2 separate regions of the Ovis aries genome follow, and region 1 is linked to region 2. A link is a contact called in public Hi-C data. All regions are on one chromosome and are shown on one strand. The core of a region is the stretch at or near the end of the contact, and the rest is flanking DNA. Distances in the headings are between cores, read along the strand shown. Region 1 holds the start of IGF1R (insulin like growth factor 1 receptor). Region 2 has its middle 39 kb from the start of SYNM.

What was found. A called contact is a pair of places that touch in the nucleus more often than the background predicts.
Region 1: a Hi-C map of muscle shows a contact between it and region 2, with 5 times the contacts expected there. The contact joins the promoter of IGF1R here to the enhancer-like site in region 2. A contact is called at or near these places in 15 of 16 Hi-C or Micro-C datasets (blood, hypothalamus, liver and 7 more).

Annotation. Positions count from the first base shown.
Region 1 is chr18:7,197,298-7,203,715 of ARS-UI_Ramb_v3.0, forward strand. It overlaps IGF1R (insulin like growth factor 1 receptor), which reads left to right and starts at 1,908. Exons shown (of 21, transcript XM_027957015.2): 1 at 1,908-2,850. The coding sequence starts at 2,757.
Region 2 is chr18:7,066,022-7,072,308 of ARS-UI_Ramb_v3.0, forward strand. No RefSeq gene overlaps it. Among named protein-coding and RNA genes, the nearest start is that of SYNM, 39 kb to the left of the region's middle. Within about 2 kb of position 4,825, at least 23 of the 54 cell types and tissues checked have an H3K27ac peak or open chromatin away from gene starts, as enhancers often do. A contact at or near this core is called in hypothalamus and liver, where this site is marked.

The DNA.
Region 1 (6,418 bases), core at 658-3,157, 130 kb after region 2:
GTAGGGAATAAATATAGGGGGGAAAGGGCTAGGTTTCCATTATAATAGCTTTTGATTTGTTTTCAGCTCTGAATTTAAAAAATTATTTACGAACGATGGGATGCATAATGTAACGTGGAAATCTTTTACAATTAGAGTAAAAAAGGAAACCTACTTTCCTTTAGAACAGATCCGATCTTACCAGACAGCTTGAGTATTTATGAGACAAACACTTCTACATCTCGACATCCACAACTCTTGTTAGCCATCTCCTTTTTATTTACTGTTGACATCAATTAGCCTGAGTCACGAAGCCGGACCACATTAAAGGCGACACGTGGTCCAATCACTATGTTTAAAAGTCCACGTATTTCAAACTCCTCTCTCTAGACCTCGCTGGGCTGTTTCCCGCTTTTAGGACCTGGTTCCCGCAGCATTTATTCATTAGATGGCAGTCCAGGGGCAGGCTCTCTTTGGGGAAACCCCTCCTCGGGCACCTTCAAGAAAACCACGGAGGAGACCGGGCGGGCGCTGGTTTCCAGTCCTGTACGCAGCGAAGGAGGGAAGAGAGACGCGCCCGGAAGGACGCGAGCAGGTGCGGGTGGGCTCCCGCAGTGGCGGCTCGGCGATCCGGGCGCGGCGCGTCGCGGCGAGAGCCCGGCCGGGAGACTTCGGCCCCAGGCCGCGAGCGCATCCTCCGGGGGCCCCCCCGGCACGCCCCCTTGGCCTCCGGGGGCCCCCGCAGCCCCGCACCGAGCACGCGCCCTGGCCGCCGCCCGCAGCCGCCCACGTGGTGGGGCCGGGAGAGAAGCGAGTCAGCGAGCCGCTCCCCGGACCCGCCGCGGGTCTCCGGTGCCGGGCCCGCGCAACCCAGCTCGGCCGGCCCCCGGCCCGGGCCCCCAGATTTCCTCTCCCGGAGGGAGGGGACACTCGGCGGGCCGGCCCTCCCCGCGCCCGCCGCGCCCCCTGGCGGCTGCGGCGGGGACGCGCCCAGGGCGCGCGGGGCGGCCCGTCTGGGCCCCCCTACGCCCGCTCCGGGCCCCCGCGGGCAGTCTCCCCGGGCTCCGGGGCCCGAGCCGCGCCCTTCTCCCTGGCTGCCCGCGAGTCCCGGGACTGTGGGCTCCCCTGGGGCGACGCCGCGGCCGTCCCGGCCTTGCGCCAAAGTGCCCGCTTAGTAGCCTGGTTTGGGGTGTGTGGGGGGGGCGTCTCCTTTCTCCCAGGTATGCCCCTCCCGCCATATTCGAGCTTTCCAGCCGGCTGCGAAAAAATGCCGCATGCACGCACTTATTTATTTATTTTGCAACAGCTGCAAGACACAATGAAGCTTTTCAAGAACCGGGGCAACGCGCGCTCCAGCCGCGCTGTTGTTGTTTTCAATGAACCTCTCGGGCCTCGCGCTCCCCGCCCAGCCCGGCCCAGCCCCTCCCCCGCTCCCCAGCCCGCTCCTCTGCCGGGCAGGGCCCGGCGCCGGGGGCATTGTTTTTGGAGTCTTGCGGGAGGGGCGCGCGCGTGCAGGCTGGCCGGCGCAGTGCGGTGGGGGTGAGCGCAGGGGCGCGCGCGCGCGGGAGCCGGTGCGCGCGGGCGGGGCGCGGGGGCGGCGCCTTGCCGCCTAGCCGCCCGCGCCGGGGCTCCGCTCCGCACGTCCCTGCGTTCCTGGGCTCCAGCTCTTGGCGCGCGCCGGCCGGGGCCCGGCCCTCCGCGCGCCGGGGCTGCGGCTGTGGCCGCTCCAGTGCGCGCGCGCGCGTGTGAGTGTGTGTGCGCGGCCCCGAGCGCACGCGCGCGTCGGGCCCCAGTGTGTGGCAGCGGCGGCGGCAGCGGCGCGGCGGGGCTGAGGCTCTTGTTTACCAGCATTAACTCCGCTGAGCGGAAAAAAAAAAAAAGGGGGGGGAGGGAAAAAAAAAAAAAACCCGAGGAGGAGCGAGCGCACCAGGCGAACTCGAGCGGCGGGCGAGGGAGAGGGACGCCACCGGGGAGCCTGGCCCCGGCGCGCCCGTGCCTGGAGCTTGCAGACCCCCGGGCCCTCCACGCCCCTCCCGCGCGAGGGGAGCTCCGCGGCGCGCCGCGGCTCTGACCTTCAGCGAGCCGGAGCCCCCGCGCCGAGCCGGCGGCGGGCGGGGGCCGGCGCGGGGCGGGCGGCGGGAGCGCTGAGCGCGGCCGGCCCGCCGCTTTGTGTGTGTCCTGGATTTGGGAAGGAGCTCGCGGCGGCGGCGGCGGCGGCGAGCGGAGCCCGGCGGAGGAGGAGCAGCAGCAGGAGGAGGGGAGCGGCTCATTCATTTTTCCTCCGCATTTCTGCCCCCGGCCGGCCTCCCCCGCGACCCGGGCTCCGGGGCAGTCTTGCGAACTGCGTCGCGCCCTCCCGCCGCGGAGGCTCGGGCGTCGGGCCGCCTCCCCCTCTGTCTGGGGTCGGGTTGGTTTGGCTTCGCCAAGACGGATCCGGGCTTGGCCCCCTTCTCTTCGCAGTTTTTCCTCCCTCCTGCCTCTCTGGGTTTGAAAATGGAGGCCGACGACGCAGACAGCCCGCCCCGGCGCGCCCCGGGTTCCCGACTCGGCCGAGCGCTGGGCCGCGGCTGCCGGCGCTGAGGGCCGCCCGCCGCCACCGCCCGCCCCGTCCGCGCCTCCCCGCGGACCCCCGGCCGGCGCCGCCTCGGGGAGTGGTGTCGCCTTCGCCCTTGCTTTTGGAGGTGGGCGGGAGACCAAGACTCGGAGACTTTTTCTTTTCCTCCTCCACCCCCCCCTTTTTTTTTTGAGAAAGGGGAATTTCGTCCCAAATAAAAGGAATGAAGTCTAGCTCCGGAGGAGGGTCCCCGACCTCGCTGTGGGGACTCCTGTTTTTCGCCGCCGCGCTCTCGCTCTGGCCCACGAGTGGAGAAAGTGAGTATGTGCCCGCCGCCCGCGGCCACTGCGGGAACTTTTCCTCCGAGGGGCTGCGCCCTGTTCGCGAAACCCGAGTTGCCGCCGTCGCAGCTGTCGGGCTCCCGGGCCCCGGGGCCGCGGGGCGGGGCGCCGCGGGGCTCGGCCGCGAGGCCGACGGGGGAGCGCCCCGGGGCCCGGGTCGTTGGTTCGGAGGCCCGCGCGGCCCCGGGCTCGGCGCATCCCCGCGCGGGAAGGGCCTCGGGGGCTCTCCCTTCCGCCGTCCCGAGAGCCCTGCCCCGCGGCCCGGCTGTCTGGGCTGCGCTCCCTACTCGGTGGCCCGCGGCGGGGCCAGGCCCCGGGGCGCCAGCGGGGAAGTTCGCGCCCGGCCGCCCGCACCGCGCGCCCCTCCCGGCGCGGGGCCTCCCGACACGCGGCGCGCGGGCGGCGGTGACAGCTCGCGCGGCGCCCTGGCGGCTGGGGCAGGTTCGGTGCCCGGGGCGGGGGGGGGAGCGGGCAGCCCGCCGGTCCCGGGGCTGCAAGGTGCCCAGTGGGAGGTGCCCGGCGGGGAGGCCCCGCGGCCCCGGAATAGGTTTCCTTCCAGCGCGACCTCCTGTCGCTCGCCGCGCTTGGCCCCTGGGGCTCTTTGGGTTCCCTGTCGCTTTCGCCGGATCCGCGGCGGGTCGCCAGCCCTCCCGGCCTCCCGGGGCTTCTCAGTGCGGCTGGAGGGGCGGGGAGCGTTCCCACTTAGATCTCGCACCCCACGGTGCAGCCCCTGGAGCCCCTGGAAAAAGGCGAAGTCGGGAGCTCGTCGTCAGTCGGGCTGTTCCGGACAGCGCGTCCAGACCCCGAGTTCAGAGGGTTTGGGGGCCCCTTCTCCCCGTTTTATAGCGGCCCGTGGACGCTCTTTTCGTCCCGGCGGGGCTAGGGTTGGGAGGGCGGCCTCCGACTGTGCGGGAGTGGGTGTGTGGTCGGAGCCGACGTGCATTTTCACACACGTGCTCGCAGCCACACGGCCTCCCAGGGACACCGTGCCCCGGGGAGAGGTGGCCCGCGTCGCGGTTTCGGTCGCGCGGAGCCCCGCGGCGGTGGGCGTGCGGCCCAGGCCTGGGCTTCGTGTCCCGAGTTGTGTTGCGCGCCCCCCACCCCCCGCCCGCGCTTCCTCTGCAGAGAGTTAATAAGCAATATCGCTCCACGCGCTGCCGCTTGCAATCTGATAGCTTTTGTTTTGGTGGTGTCGGCTAGGGGTAGGGACGGGCAGGGAGGGAGGGAGAGAGAACTTAGGGCCCCGAGGTATGTGGAGCGGGGAGAGGAGGGGTTTCCATTTCTTCTCCAAACGGTAAAGGGAGGCTCTGCTGGTCCATTCGCGACGGCAGGGTATCTTGAGCACGACTATAAAGTTTAAATGCAGGCACAGAACTGGGGCTGGGAACGGCGAGGGCGTGTTGGTGAGTAATATTTGCCGAGTGTATGCAGGTGGTGCCAATTAACTTTGAAAAATCACGACTGCGCCTTGCGGAGTGAGGGGGAGAGTCAGGAGGCAGCGGGGGCTGCCTGGCCGCGTCTTAGGTGCAATTCGGAAAAAACTGTTCGTATAAACAAACCCTTCTTAAACGTTTTGTAAGAAATGCGTTCACGACGGAGTAGATTTTTACAGGATTAGCGTGTTTACTGCGTGGAGTAAGACTCGCCTTGAGTCCGGACCCTCCACAAATCTGAGCTCTCTTGCTCTTTGTTTCTGAAGTTTCCGCACGCTGGATTGGGCGAAAGGCTCTCGGCACCCTTCTAAGGCTCACAGATGGTGTTTGGGGGCACAGAGGGGGGCTTCTAGCCTTCGGAAGCTAAATATAGTTCAGGAGACACAGGAGAGTTAATCCATTTTATTACGGCATGTTGTTGAACTGTGTCGTGTCTATAGTTTTATTTAATGTTACTAAGTTCTGAAATTCACAACACCAGGGTTGGCCTTGCTACTCCCGATGCAGGACTCCGGGATTTTAAAATAGGATGTCTTGTTTGGAATTCTTGATGAAAAATATTCTTTGTGAAAGGTGTTTTGTTCTGTTTGTTTTTCTTGAGAAAACAGGCAGGAGAGGAAGGGGCGTTTTAACTACTTTTATAGTACAAGATGCCAAACTTTGCTCAAGGATCCTTGCAAATAGTTGGTTTCTGAAAACTTGATGGATGGCCAGAAGGTGCCCCATTCCTGATTATGGTTTGTTGAAGTTCTAACTCACAACCTGCCCCTCCCTATAGCTAGGAAGTTTTCAGGAGTAAATGGTATGCTCAGCATGCGTTCAGCTCTTAGTCCAAAAGGTGCTGGAACTCTTACTTCTGATAGAAATAAAACCATCGGCTCCTATCAAAGACAAGCATTGTTTTGACTGTCTAATATAATATAATAAAGATTGGGGTGCTGTTGATTAATAATGTGTTGCCCTGTTTAGGGATTAGTGTTTTCTCTCAGAGTGTGATAGCAGTAGGGGTGATTAAAAAAAAAACAAAACCCTTTAATTTGGAAAACCTATACGTTTTGAAGCAGACCAAGTTATAAAGATTTTTGTATCAATGTACTGTGAACAGTGCATCTAAAAAAGGGAGGTTTGGAAGTTAGGAGTGATAGCCAAATAATATGATACTTAAAAAAAAAATCAGTGTGCCCTTTAAAGGTATTGTGGCCGTCTCATTAAAAAGATTCAGTCATCTTTCTGCCCCAGGCACAGTAATACCCTATTGTCAGGGAAATGTAGGTATGTGAAAGATGGGTGTTTAAAGAAGTTGCTGTTTTATTACCAGGAGAAGAATCCCAGAATAAGAAGTTTGGAAAGAACCTAAATAGCAAATTATAGTTTAGCATCTCTAGAGGGAAATAGCAAGTAAAGGGTACTTTTGTGGAGGGGTGGGGTGTAGGTTTGAAGTTTAAAAGGTTATATGTTTAATTTGTCAGAAGGATTAGAAAAGTCCAACATTAAGAAATATGCTAAGGTTGACTGGAAGAACCTTAAAAACATCATGCTTAGTGAAAGAAGTCAGTCACAAAAGACCACATATTGTATGATTCCATTTATATGAAGTCCAGAATAAGCAAATCCATAGAGACGGAAAGTAGATTCGTGGTTGCATAGGGCTGGGGAAGGAGGGGGTACCGGCTTCTTTTAGGGGTGATGAACATACTCTAAAATTAGATTGTGGTAATGGTTGCACAACTTTCTGAAAATACTAAAAACCATTGAATTGTGTACTTTAAATTAGTGACTTTTATGGTATGTGAATTATATCCCAATAAAGCTGTTTTTCTTTCAAGAAACATGTTAAGGTTGAAAAGAATGTATTGTGTTACTTTGAACATAGAATCTGTTGATAGATTAAAATTATTAAGTAAATTTGTCCAGTAGGTTGGTGTCTCCTTTTTTTAAAAATTTATGGAGTTTTTTTAAGACTCATGAACTACAAACTGATCACTGAAGCTATAACAGCGGAGATTGAATGCCACAGGAGGAAAGGACAGACTGGAAAAAAGAACCTTGGTTAGGAATAGCTCACATGAAGGATTAAGGGGTTGGGTTAAAAGAAATGCAAGTGCTGGTAG
Region 2 (6,287 bases), core at 3,575-6,074:
ACATGTATTGCACTATTTATCCAAGAGTTGATCCAGTCCTCTTTCTACCCATGCCTTCCACCTCTCATGTAATGAATATATAAATTTTCAAATGCTTTTGGTCTGCATTTTTATAAATTCACATAGAGAAAGATGCCGAAATTCTAAGTGTACAATTTAGCAAATTATCAGCAGCCCACGACTCCTATAATTATCGTTCAGTTGCCATGCCCTCCACCAGGGGATCTTCCTGATCTAGGGATCTGAGGCATGGATTCTTTACTGGCTGAGCCACCTGGGAGCCCTTGGTAAGTTCTTGCAGGACGCTACATGGTTGTAACTTCCAGCTGAGGCCCAGAAGTCCATGGAGGCTGTATTCCTCAGTAATGAGCACAAAACCAGTTACATGACTCTCAAAACTGGGAGCCACTTGAGAGTCTAGAAGGACTGAGCTACTGGATATCAGAGATCTGTAAAGAAGGTCTCTTTGGAGAAGACTGAGCTGACAGTACCCACACCCACCCAAGAAGGGGGAAGTGCAGCTGCTGCTTCCTTCCTTTCATCAAGAGAGACAGGCTTCCAAGAGACCATGTGGCGTGCTTGACATGAGTCCCTTGCCATAAAGGGGACCCAGTGGACTGACTGCTCAGGAAATCTTGAGCACAAGAAATCAAACTCTGGTAGGATTGTTTAATTAATGATCTATCCTTGGAAAAACTACCTAGACCAAGGACTAAGTTCAGCACAGTGCCTGGCACACACAGGGTGCTCTCTGTCCACCATAGTGGTCTTGGTGATTATTCTTGCCCATGGATGTGAGGCTTGGTAAAGGGGTAAACCCCTCCAGGAGAAGGTTTCACTGCTTCATGACTGCTTATTGGATAATCTGGGGCTGGGTCTTGGTTCTTGAACTTCCCTGGTGGCTCAGACGGTAAAGTGTCTGCCTGCAATGTGGGAGACCCAGGTTCGATCGTCAGGTCGAGACGATCCCCTGGAGAAGGAAATGGCAACCCACTCCAGTACTCTTGCTTGGAAAATTCCATGGATGGAGGAGACTGGTAGGCTATAGCCCATGGGGTTGCAAAGAGTCGGACATGACTGAGAGACTTCTCTCTCACTCTTTGTTAGTTCTCGGAGAGCTGTCATTACAAGCACAGCCGGGGCACTCTGTGAGATCTGAAGGGAACAGATCTAGACATCTCTTCAACAACCCATCTCTGCCTCTAAACATCCTCCCCCTCCATCTTTGTAAGTTCCATCATTCATCTTCCTTTGGGTATTACTCTAAAAGCTGCTCTTGACCGTAGAGGACACAGCACACTGACCTGCGGATGGGTTAGTGCCCTGGATTGCTCTGGGCTATGGATACCTGCCCAGAGCAGGTATTTTCTTTCGGGCTGCCTGGCACCTTACCTCCTTCCTTCCCATGGTGGGGGTGCCCCACCACGGGAACCTCAGTCGACAGGGCACAGGCAGGGCTGTGCTGGAGGGAGAGTCACCAGCCCACCAGAGCCGAGATTCCTAAACTCTCAGGAGTCTTTTGAGTGTTAAATAGTTGTCAGAAATCAGTCATGGTAGGAATTTTGACACCACAGAAGTCAGCAAGTTACCACAGATCAGAGTTTTTCCCACTGGAGAAGAGACTGTTAAAAATTTACCAACCCGTCGCTAGGCACTAAGTGCATCACCAAGGCTGAACCAGTTGATCCCATCTGAGGCTCTGAATCTGGAGAAAGTGACCTGAGATGAAAGCACAAGACAGAACCCCCTTCCTGCAGCAGCCTCTGGCCACAGCAGGAGCATCTTCTTGGAGGTGGCAGTGCTCAGGGAGCCCTGGCATGACCTAGCCCAGGTCTTCCTTCCGCCTGATTTCCTTCGTTTCTGCCCAACTTCCAAGCCTCTTTCCCCTGCCTTCCCATCAATTCCAAGAGTTTTCCTTTCCTGCTAAGTGAACCAGAGTCAGTTCCTCCCAAGGGGTCTGTCAGGTATAGATGGCTAATCATCTATACACAGAGGTCCTCAAAGGAGGAGAAGCAACTTTCATTTATGGAGTACCTACTGTGTGCCAAGCAGCAGCTATCTAACAACTAAAAATGCCATTAATTCTTCTGTGGATTGTTCCACTGTCATGAATTGATACTAATCTATTGATAAATATTCGAACTCCACAATGGGTAAAGTGCTGCAAAGAAACTATGGGATATACTGACAAAGCTGAACAATCTGTACCGCCCCTTCTGGAATTCACGGTTTAGCTGGTGACATTGGTATGTGCTCACGAGGCTGAATATCTGTCTGGACACAAGTTCTCACTTGTAAGGAGTATGGGGAGTTGTAACTTCCAATTCTGGGGATCAGGGGAGGCTTTCTGGAGAAAGTGGGGTTTGAGCAGAGCCTCCACCATGGCCACCTCTGTGTGTGTGTGTGAAGAATGTTATTTCCTTTATCCATTTCTTTTTTTTTTCCAAAAGTCAAATAGTTTTCTACTGGAAAATCCCATACATTCATTTCCAGAAAGGGTTCAGCAACATACAGAGGACATAACCTGTGAAGGGAGCCACCTGCAGCCCCACTAGCCCCAGGTGACCACACGGAGCAGTGCCACCAACGCCCTTCAGCCCAGCTGCACAACCCTGCTCTGCGTGCTGTTGTGCAACCAGCTGTTTTCACTCAACAATATGTCATGGACGTTTTTCCATGCCAATTAGTCCCAATCTGCATCATATTTAAGTGGCTGGAGAGTATTCCCTTATATGGATGTACTCTAAATTAATCAAATCCCCATTGATAAACATTCAGTGTTTCGGGCAAGGGCAGGGAGTCAGGAGCCCCATAGTCCAAGCACACATCTTGGCTCTGCCACTGACCAGCTGGCTGTTCTTGAGAGGAAAACTGACCTCTGACTGCAGGTTCCCTTTCTATAAAACAGGGGTATTAAGAATACCCACTGCAGGGAAGTGTCATGAGTAGGTATTTGTCAAACTTTGTAACAGTTTCCAGCACATAGTAGATGCTCAGTTAGAACCAACTGTTGTTGCCATCACATGGTGGGGTTGTGACCGCCATCACCTGTGCTGCCCTGCTTAATCACTCAGTCCTGTCTGACTCTTTGCAACCCCATGGCCTGCCAGGTTCTCAGTCCTGTCTGACTCTTTGCAACCCCATGGCCTGCCAGGTTCCTCTGTCCATGGGGATTCTCCAGACCAGGGGACCGTCCCAATCCAGGGATCGAACCCAGGTCTCCTTCATTGTAGGAGGAGTCTTTACATTCTGAGCCACCGAGGAAGCCCCTCCCCACCATTACCTACTTAGGATAAAACTTAGAAAGTGAAAGTCACTCATCATGTCCGACTCTTTGAAACCCCATGGACTATACAGTCCATGGAATTCTCCAGGCCAGAACCCTGGAGTGGGTAGCCATTCCCTTCTCCAGGGAATCTTCCCACCCCAGGGATCAAACCCAGGTCTCCCGAACTGCAGGCGGATTCTTTATCAGCTGAGCTACCCCACTACCTACTTAGGATAAAACTTATAAGAGGAATGAAACAGTTAAACGGTAAACATATTAAAATGCTAATAAGCATCACCCAATTGCCCTCCAGAAACGTCCCCAGCGTCGCAGGGGGACCTGGTGTTGGCAGGAGGCAGCGAGAGAGGCAGTCCCTGCCTCTGGGTCTGGAGCACTGTCACCCTCACGAGTCACCAGCAAACCAGCCGGTGAGGTCTCCCGACTCGCCCAGCCTTCTGGGTGGCATTCTGGAATACAAAGCAAGAGGAAAATTAACAGCAAGTCAGGTCAGACTCCCTTTGATTTCTAGAAGGAAAACTAGGGTTGAGGCCATATTCAAAAATATAGGTCAAATCTTGGTTTCTGTGGTTACCAAACACTGTCAGCCACCAATGACTCCCTCCCTCGGGGGCGATGCCAGGGTTCCGAGGCCTGGCAGCCGGACCCGGCTCCCCTCGGTCTACGCCCGCCGCCGGCGCAGGGGCCCGCCCGCTCCGAGCGCCGCGGGCCGGCCGGGGGGTCCGCGGGGAGCGCGGCGGGGGTGGGCGCGGGGGACCGCGGGGAGCGCGGCGGGGGCGGGCCCGGGGCGCCTGCCCTCCGCCGCTTGGGGCGGGGAGCGGCTCGGCGCGGCTGCGGCGGGGCTGGGCGCCCCCTCCCCGCCGGCCCGGCTCCGCGCGCCCCCGGGGCAGGGAGCGCGCCGCCCGGCCCGGGGCCGAGCCCGCCCGCCCGGGGAGGAGGGGCCGCCGCCGCGGGAACAATGCGGCCGGTGTTCGGCGGCCCGGCGGCCGCGTCCGCGGCCCCGCCCCTCCACGCCCCTCGGCCCAGCCGCCGCGGGCCCGGCGCAGAGGGAAGAGCCCCCTTATTTGGTCTTGGAAAGAAAGGGGAAAGGTTATCCCCAGATGCCTGCAGCGTTGGGTCATCGGCCCGCGGCCCTGGGCCCGCGCCCGGGAGCAGCGCCCGCTCCCGCCGGGAGGTGGCGGCGCCGCGCCGCGCCGGGCCGCCCGGTAAACAAGCCCGCGGCTCCGGGTGCCCCGGCCCGCGGCCTTTTGTGTGCGCTTCGGGGGCGGGGCGAGGATGACGGGGGGTGGGAAGGGGCGGGGCGAGGGGCGGGGCGAGGGGCGGGAGGGGCGGTGACTAGGGGGGGCGGGGCGGGGAGGTGGCTGTGGGGACCGGGAGGGGCGGTGACGGGGGGTGACCAGGGGGAGGGGGAGGTGACCGGGAGGGAGGGGGAGGTGACGGGAGGGAGGGGGTGACTGCGGGGAGGGGATGACCGGGTTGCGGTGACGGGGTGGCCGGCTCGACAAGGAGACAAAGCCCCTGTTTGCGGCGACCGTCACGCCCTCAGTGCCGGGGAGCGGGCCGCGGTCGCAGGGTGTGACTCGGCGGTGCGGAACCCTGGAGTGCACGAGGGGCGAGTGCACGAGGGGCGCGCGGTGGGGAGGCCGCCCGCTGCGGGGCCTCAGTGAGGCGCCCCCTCGGTCCCCACGGCCGCCCCTCAGGTGAGCTGTGCGCGCGGAGCCGGCCACCGCCTTCTCTTGGCCGCTGTGTGTTAGTCGCTCACTGGTGTCTGACTCTGTGACTCCGCGGGCTGTGGCCCGCCAGGCTCCTCTGTCCATGGGATTCTCCACACAAGAACACGGCCGTGGGTGGCCATGCCCTTCGCCACAGGAACTTCCCGACCCAGGGATCGAACCCGGCTTCCTTCATCGCAGGCAGATTCTCTGCCTTTTGAGCCGGGCGGAAGCCGAGGCCCGGAAGCGCTGGGCAGAGAAACCCGCGCTCGCTGACCCTAGTTGCTGACCCTCACACCACACCCGCAAGCCAGGACTCATCTCTCCGCTGTACACGTGGTTCTGAGAGGCGGGGGTCACGGCACAGCAGATGGCACAGCCGGGATTGGAACCCTTGTCCTCCACTCCAGAGCCAGAGCCGCCCTACAGTGAAGGGCGTTTCACCTCTCCAGAAAGAAACGGAACGTGTTCATCGCTCGGTCGTGACCGACTCTTTGGGACCCCATGGACTGTAGTACACCAGGCTCCTCTGTTCATAGGGATTCTCCAGGCAGGAATACTGGAGGGGGTAGCCTTTTCCTTCTCCAGGGGAACTTCCCAACCCAGGGATCGAACCCAGGTCCCCTGCATTGCAGGCAGATTCTTTGCCTCGTTCCAAATAAAGCTCCTGTAATATGTATCATTCTCCAGAGTTCTGTAAAAAGAACTGAAAGATTAACATGATTTGAATTTCTTCAGCAGAACAAAAGTAAAAGCCATCACCGTGCGTAGGTGGCTCTGGTGGGTGAACCTGCACCCCCAGCTGGGAAGGAGACCCAAGTGGGGAGCTGGAGCTTCTGCTTTTACTGCTTTGGGGGTGCACCATCCCGTGAGGTACCTGCTACTCCGCAGAGGGCTCCAAAGAGGGGCCCGCCAGGGGGGAAGCTGTTCTAACTTTTATTTTCTATTTTAGGCAAGTTGCAGGCAGCCCTTTTGTTTGGCTGAGGTCCCACAGGCTCCCCTCCTCTGCCCATTGTTCCATCTGCCTTCTGAGGATGGGAGTCGGGGGTGTGCCAATAATTTTCACTTAGGAGACCTGCTTCATGTTTCATCATCTGGAAAGAAATTAATTTTTCAAGCCACACAATTATAGGCAACTTTTTAAGGAGTTTCAAGAATGACAGTTTCATACTTAGATTAACTAATGCCAGATTTTCTTTAAAAAAAAAAAACAAAGCAAAACAAAATTTGTGTGAACAAAGTTAAATCCAAGAAATGTGGTTTTTCTCTATCTCATTGTATAAAAAAAA